Linked DNA regions of Salmo salar: region 1 is linked to region 2. A link is a contact called in public Hi-C data. All regions are on one chromosome and are shown on one strand. Each heading gives the region's core, a stretch centred on a gene start, on an enhancer-like site or on the middle of the called end of the contact. The rest is flanking DNA. Distances are from core to core; before and after follow the strand shown. Region 1 holds the start of LOC106570286 (nuclear receptor subfamily 1 group D member 2). Region 2 holds the start of LOC106570276 (serine/threonine-protein kinase pdik1l).

Region 1 (3,594 bases), core at 1,067-3,566, 180 kb before region 2:
ATTGAAATTCTCAATTATAGTGGATTTATCGGTGGTGACAGAGTTTCCTATCCTCAGTGCAGTGGGCAGCTGGGAGGAGGTGCTCTTATTCTCCAAGGACTTTACAGTGTCCCAGAACTTTTTTGAGTTTGTGTTGCAGGAAGCAAATTTTTGCTTGAAAAAGCTAGCCTTGGCTTTTCCAACTGCCTGTGTATATTGGTTTCTAACTTCCCTGAGAAGTTGCATATCACGGGGGCTGTTCGATGCTAATGCAGAACGCCGCAGGATGTTTTTGTGTTGGTTAAGGGCAGTCAGGTCTGGAGAGAACCAAGGACTATATCTGTTCCTGGTTCTACATTTGAATGGGGCATGCTTATTTAAGATGGTGAGGAAGGCATTTTTTTTAAATAACCAGGCATCCTCTACTGAAGGGATGAGGTCAATATCCTTCCCGGATACCCGGGCCAGGCCGATTAGAAAGGCCTGCTCGCTGAAGTGTTTCAGGGAGTGTTTGACAGTGATGAGTGGAGGTCGTTTGACCGCTGACCCATGACGGATGCAGGCAATGATCTTGGTTGAAAACAGCAGAGGTGTATTTAGAGGGCAAGTTGGTTAGGATGATATCTATGAGGGTACCCGTGTTTACGGATTTGGGGTTGTACCTGGTGGGTTCATTGATCATTTGTGTGAGATTGAGGGCATCAAGCTTAGATTGTAGGATGGCTGGGGTGTTAAACATGTCCCAGTTTAGGTCACAAAGCAGCACGAGCTCTGAAGATAGATGGGGGGCAATCAGTTCACATATGCTGTCCAGAGCACAGTTGGGGGCAGAGGGTGGTTTTTTGCAGGGGGCAACAGTGAGAGACTTGTTTTTAGAGGTGGATTTTTAAAAGAAGAAGATGATAGATGATTAGGTTGTGAAATTCTTGGCCTAATGATCAACTATTATTTACTTGACTCACTGATGACGTTCCTTTTTGGAACCCACCCCCACGTGGAACAGGCATTCTCGAAATACCCAGTGGTAGAAAACTATGGAACGCCGTTTGGGTCTTTGCATGTCAAAAAGATACTTGACGCGTCAAAATAACAATATGTAAACTATATGCAACTGTTGGCCAATCACTATATCAAAACCTCCTCATTCATCATCACCAACAAACTATGAAAACTGGGTCAGTTTACATTCCTGCAACCCTATAACTGCATGCAGTTTCACGTGTATCCACACCAGCTCGCAGGGCAGGATCTTTGGCAGAATTATGCTATGTTTACGTCACAGCGCTTCTTCACCAACCAGAGGACGCAAGGGGAGCGTTTAAAGACAGACGTTTATACGTCACAGCGCTCTTCAACCAATCAGAGAGAGCGTATACAGAGTCGCACATGGCTAGCGACCGGTCCATGTGAGAAAAGGGACCTGCAACACTGTCCCAGCCTATTGATTCTGAAATAACACACACACTGGCACTCCTAACCCAGTTTGAATTAAGGCTGATTACAGTAAGAAAGATCGGACATTAATGAGCAGGTTATTGCAAACCATTTGCTTATGTTTTGATTCAGAACATCACGCAACCCTTTAAAATCAGGATACTGACAAGTAGACTTGAAGTTGTAACATTCATCTAGGTTACAAAAAAACAAATTAAACACACTATCAAGATGCAATGTTACAAACAGTTATTGTGTAGACACTAAAATATGCTACAGGCCTACATATTTATAAATGTATTGAGCATAAAATGAATTTACCTGCTTTTGTAGACATGGAATGTCCTCTGAACCTGAAGTCTGATGACGTGTTAGCTTGTTTTCAGCAACTTTTTCGGTCGCTGGTTGATACTACAGATCAATGAATTGAAGCATTCAGAAAATAGTCGGCAAACGCATTTAGGCCTACTAGTTCCGCAGATACATCTATAGCGCAACAGCTACTGTTGCCAATCAGACTGATTTCGCACCGTGATATTTGACGACAACCATCTGTCAAAACTATTCACATAAATTCAAATGTATTCATTTTGTTTAAACGTCCCGAATCAAACCAAAGATTGTAGCCAATTTTGTCGCTTCAGAATGAATCGAACGATCGGAATTCCATATCTTTTTCTTTCCGCAGAGCGCTCCAAAAAGCTGTCCGTCTGATGTTTTTTCTGTAGGCTAAAGATAGGCCTAAGCCTATATATAGCTATAGCATAAAAATATGTATTTTCTTGAAGGAAACGATAGCAAAGAGTATAAAGTTATCCTCTGCCAGAGAGATTCGTTGGATGACTGTTTCGATTAGAGCTCTCTACTCAAACTGCTATGCTACCATGTGACCCATCACAGCGGCTCCTCCTTCCCTAGTTTAGCGCTGGTGTCAATGGGCAAGTTCGTTTTGCATGGCCCGGATCCCCGGGGGCCTGACGATTTCGCTTAAGGACCAATGGAATGGTCTAAAATTAAGAAAGACTCCTCTCCTCGGGCACCGGACCAAGCAAAATGAACAAGCCCAATGTAACCCACTGACACACTTTTTACATGGCCACGTAGTCGTGGGTGAACATACATTGCTGATGGGTTCCAGTAGTGTATCGTATAGCATCAAAAAACATGATAACATTTCTCCAACATATTGAATGCACTGAAGCATAAAATCAGAAATGATTATAACAAGATTTTTCCCACATATATTGAGCTCTCAGGATTTTAAGAATGTAATAAATATATCAAGCAGTTTATATATATTCTGAATGGCATATATTATTATTATATTATAAAATGCATTCTCACATTGGCAGCAAAGGCTTCTTCACACAGTCCAATATAAAAAAGATATTTTTTCAAATTATTTTCATTATTAAAAAGAATTCAACAATTTAATGTGCGTAATAGAGCATGCCAGCTTGTAGTCCTAAAACCCGGAAATGAGTTACCTCTGGTTCGTTCAGCCTTTCCTATGGGGAAAATTAACAGGGAAAGAATAGTTGGGGATAAATGGCGAAAATAAGGTTTGAGATTAACACAGGTTTAGATCTTATACGTTTTGTTCTTTGAGCTAATATCAGTCAGTTAACACGGCCTTTATTAATTATGAAGAGTTTATATGTGTTTTTGTTTGTTTTTTACATAAGTGCTTAAGAATTCACAGAAAGTGACATTAGCTGATGAAGATTATCTCATAGAACCACAGACCTTATTTTCAGTAAAACTGTTTTGATACTGTAACAATTCTTCTAACAGTCTCTTCGGTAACCTACACTCTCACTGTGGCCCCAGATAGGGCATGTTAGGAGAAAAGTGGTCCTCGTGTCCAAGAGGTGAGGCAGAGGCCACAGAGAGGGGAGACAACATGAGGGCAGACACATGCAGAATGACACACACACAGGTAACAGCTTGTTTCTTTACTCAGGAACGAGGGCAAAATGTAGATATCTGGGTGTAGGTCTGCATGTGCATTCGAAACACATGCAGCAAAGTAGACGTCACATGTAGCAAAGCACAGCAATCACAGATCAGATCAGAAGTAGTTGTTTATCAGGACATTGAGTCGCTAGTTGACTTTACTGCAGCATCCTTTGGATATATGGGATATATTATATTCAACCACGCGAGGGACAAATGGAACCC
Region 2 (3,711 bases), core at 138-2,637:
GTTTATTAGACCAAATAATGTAGCTATGTTGACTATTATCACCAACCACAGAATGTGGTATAGTAGGCCTATAGCTCACTTTGACAAATCATGTACCAAGCTTTATTGCCAACTGAGTTGCGAACAACGCATAGTAGTGTTGACATGTGCATCATTGACTCATCTGTTAATAAACACATGTCAATATGATACACCGCTGGTGGGTCTGTCTCTTTTTAGGCTACAGTTCCTGACAAACTGAACATGTGACAAACTGAACATGATACATCCAGGCTCTATCACATCCGGCTGTGATTGGGAGTCCCATAGGGCGGCGCACAATTGGTCCAGCATCGTCCAGGTTTGGCCAGGGTAGGCCGTCATTGTAAATAAGAATTTGTTCTTAACTGACTTGCCTAGTTAAATAAAGGTTACATTTAAAATGTTAAAAATTAAATGTGATGCAATGCTGGGCCTATATTTGATTAATGGGTTGGTAGTCTAGTGCCTAGAGACTTTAAAGTTGTTTTACAAAGTACCAAAGAAACGTTTCAGGAGACAATGTTTCTTTCTAATAGCAAGTTTATTAATACTTTGTTGCAACATTGTGCACATCTTCTTTTCACCCACATTATGGTGCCAAAGACATTACAGTATGGAGATAGGCTAAAACGGCTTCTCCAATAGAAATCCCTGATCACACTTGTAGTAGGCGATGTCATGGCGACGTTGGCTAGCTAAGCGCATGCGTAGAAACAAGTCATCGCGGCTAACGGTCGTCTTGCGCCGAACTGCGCATGTTCAAGCCCTCAAATCATGGGCACTCCTTCGATATAAAGTTATTTTTGAACAAATTAAAACGTATCAGTTTGCCACTTTCACTAGGTTGGAGTAAGAACAAGTTCAACTACTTAATACATTGGCTCGAATCTACGTTGTGTCTTTAGATTTCGAGAAAATTAACAACAAAGGAAGAATTTTCCCTTCTCTCATTGACTACTCAAACCCCAAACACAGGTCTGGTCTGTTTGCTCTGTTTAACTAGCGTTACCGGAAGTCTCGCCATGTTGCACCTCTAGGTTCAGAACTCTGTGATGGTGCTGTCCATGGTGCTGTCCCTTTAAGAGCATGCTCCAAACAGATATTGTGACAGGGGAGTTACATTTTCTGCAAACCGTGTTGATCAAGATAAAATACATCATATCGTTCTTTGTTGATACTGCCTACTAGCTAAAATAATGGTTGAGCTAAATGTATCTTTCAGAGCTTCATTTCATTCAAGATCATTAACATATAGTCGGTGTTATGTAAAATATAATGGTACAACCTACATGGTGTCATTGGAGCAAACTAAATATGGCATTCAGGGGGGTTGACGGAAAACCAATACAATTTTACAAACAATAATTGCATTAACTTAAGATGGTTATACAAAAATGAGACAAACTTTTAAATTTCATCGTTTTCCAAGACAACCTATTTCTTTGATGTCAGTGCGATGTCGTTACAATCCTCTCAGAAACGACTCACCCCGGTCAATCTCGGCGAAAGAACGTTGCTCAGTGCGTGTACCGAATTTAAAAATGTATTGAAAATAAATGTTATTTCTCCACCGAAGAAGAAATGTTATTCCTCGTTTTACTGGTGTAATGAAAGCGAGAGGCACCGTGACTGTATAATTTGGGAGGGAGTTGTCAGGGCAAGAATCCATTGGCATGAATTTAAAACTATACAATGAACGGGGGCACAATTGTTATTTTTTTTTCTTTCAGCTAGAGAGGGTTGCTTAAAAGGGGGGCAGTATTTCCCAGTTTCGCTTCTGCAGAGCACACAGTCTGTGTTGTTTTAGTAGCGAGGCAAGCGAGCGGGCGCGCGCTGTTGATGGGGTACTTGAGCTGCAGATTTGCTCAGCACGCTCACGGAACTTGTCTATCTGCGCGACAACGTGTTTGGCTGAGTGGTGGCTAATGGCTGCCATAGAAAGTGAGAAAGACAACAACAAATGAATCCTTGAGAGAAGACGAAAACAGGTAAATGTGTAGCTTGCTAGATATATAGCTAGCTGCTCTTTATTTCCTTTCCTCGTCTTCATAAGAAGCCAGTTCTTTTGTCTGCCCGTGCGACATGGTGCTTGGTGATGTGCGCAGGTGTGTGGGACTAGTTAGTTAGCCGAATGTGCTAATTTTGTCTCGGCGCATAGAGGACAATAAACGTGTCCACGATTTGAACAAGCTAGCTAGGTCGTTTACTTAAGCTACTAAGCAAACTAATTTGTCTACACCCCCCTCCCCCTGTGGTGACAGCTACATAGATAACGTTTACATGTATATAGCTATGATTCTAGCTAATAAGCTATTGTATTTTTAGCCACCATTTTCTTCCCTTGGCTTCCTAGTTAGCTAACGTTAGTTACTGTTAGCTACCTAAAACACAGTTTCGCTTCCGTGTTAGCTAACTAAGAGCTTAGCTAATTAAACATATTACTATTTGATTATATTTTGATTTATTCTTACATATTTGGGCAGTCCGCTGACGAACGTACATTTAACCCTTTTCTAAATGTGTCAGCTGCCAGCCATGCGTTAGTGTGCACGTACAGGTCAGAGAGTGAGGGGCACAGTTGATTTGTTTACATTTAGCAAGCTTTGGCCTCTAAGGGTTTCACATTTGCTCTCTTGTGGGTAGTTAACTGTCCTAATTTGACTTGCTAAAATGCGAACACTAACGTTTTTGTTGTCATACATTTGACATTGTCACTTAGCTAGGTAGTTTGTTTTCCTCAAAATACTAGCATAGGCCTATAGCTATGGGTTTTGACGTGCTAAGGAGGAGGGGTCTGTCAAGTCAACTCACGTATGACAGATTAACCCACCTGGTTGGGAGATTATTCAGTAGCTAAGGGGCATAAGTGTTACATTCTGTGCTGCTGACCTCGCCTAACTCTCAACAATAATCGTTGGTAACCCATTAACCCCACCACCTCTCTCTGCACAGTGAGGAAGAGGATGGTGAGCAGCCAGCCGAAGTATGAGCTGATCCAGGAGGTGGGGCGTGGCAGCTACGGTGTGGTGTACGAGGCGGTGGTGAAACGCACTGGAGCCCGGATGGCCGTGAAGAAGATCCGCTGCCACAGCCCAGAGAATGTAGAGTTGGCCCTCAGGGAATTCTGGGCCCTGAGTAGTATCCAGAGCCAGCACCCCAATGTCATCCACCTGGAGGAGTGTGTCCTGCAGAGGGATGACCTGGCTCAGAGGATGAGCCACGGGTCCAGCTCCCCACTATACCTAGAGGTAAAAACTTTTTATATAGATGGATAAATCAAATCACATTTTTTGTTTACATACACATTTAGCAGATGTTATTGCGGGTGAAGCAATGTTTGTTCCTAGCTCCAACAGTGCAGTGGTATACAACAATACACACATCTAAAAGAATGGAATTAAGAAATATTTAGATGACATACAGTATATACATATGAAATGAGTAAAACCATATTTAAACGTTATTAGTGACCACTGATTCCATGTCAATGTACATAGGGCAGCAGCCTCCAAGGTGCAGGGTTAAGTAATTGGGTGGCAGCTGACTAGTGATGGCTATTTAACAGTCTGATGTAGCTGTTCTGACCTCGCCTTCTGGATGATAGCGGGGTCCGTGGTCAGGTGGTTGATGTCCTTGATGATCTTTTTGGACTTCCTGTGACATCGGGTGCTGTAGGTGTCCTGGAGGACA

The links. Hi-C and Micro-C count contacts between places; a contact is called where the count stands out from the background.
Region 1: a Hi-C map of muscle shows a contact between it and region 2, with 4 times the contacts expected there. The contact joins the promoter of LOC106570286 here to the promoter of LOC106570276 in region 2. A contact is called at or near these places in 3 of 3 Hi-C or Micro-C datasets (blood, gill and muscle).

Annotation. Positions count from the first base shown.
Region 1 is chrssa14:74,062,997-74,066,590 of Ssal_v3.1, reverse strand. It overlaps LOC106570286 (nuclear receptor subfamily 1 group D member 2), which reads right to left and starts at 2,316. Exons shown (of 9, transcript XM_045694791.1): 1 at 1,735-2,316. The coding sequence starts at 1,750.
Region 2 is chrssa14:73,881,413-73,885,123 of Ssal_v3.1, reverse strand. LOC106570276 (serine/threonine-protein kinase pdik1l) reads left to right here and starts at 1,387. Exons shown (of 3, transcript XM_014142414.2): 1 at 1,387-2,009; 2 at 2,974-3,269. The coding sequence starts at 2,985.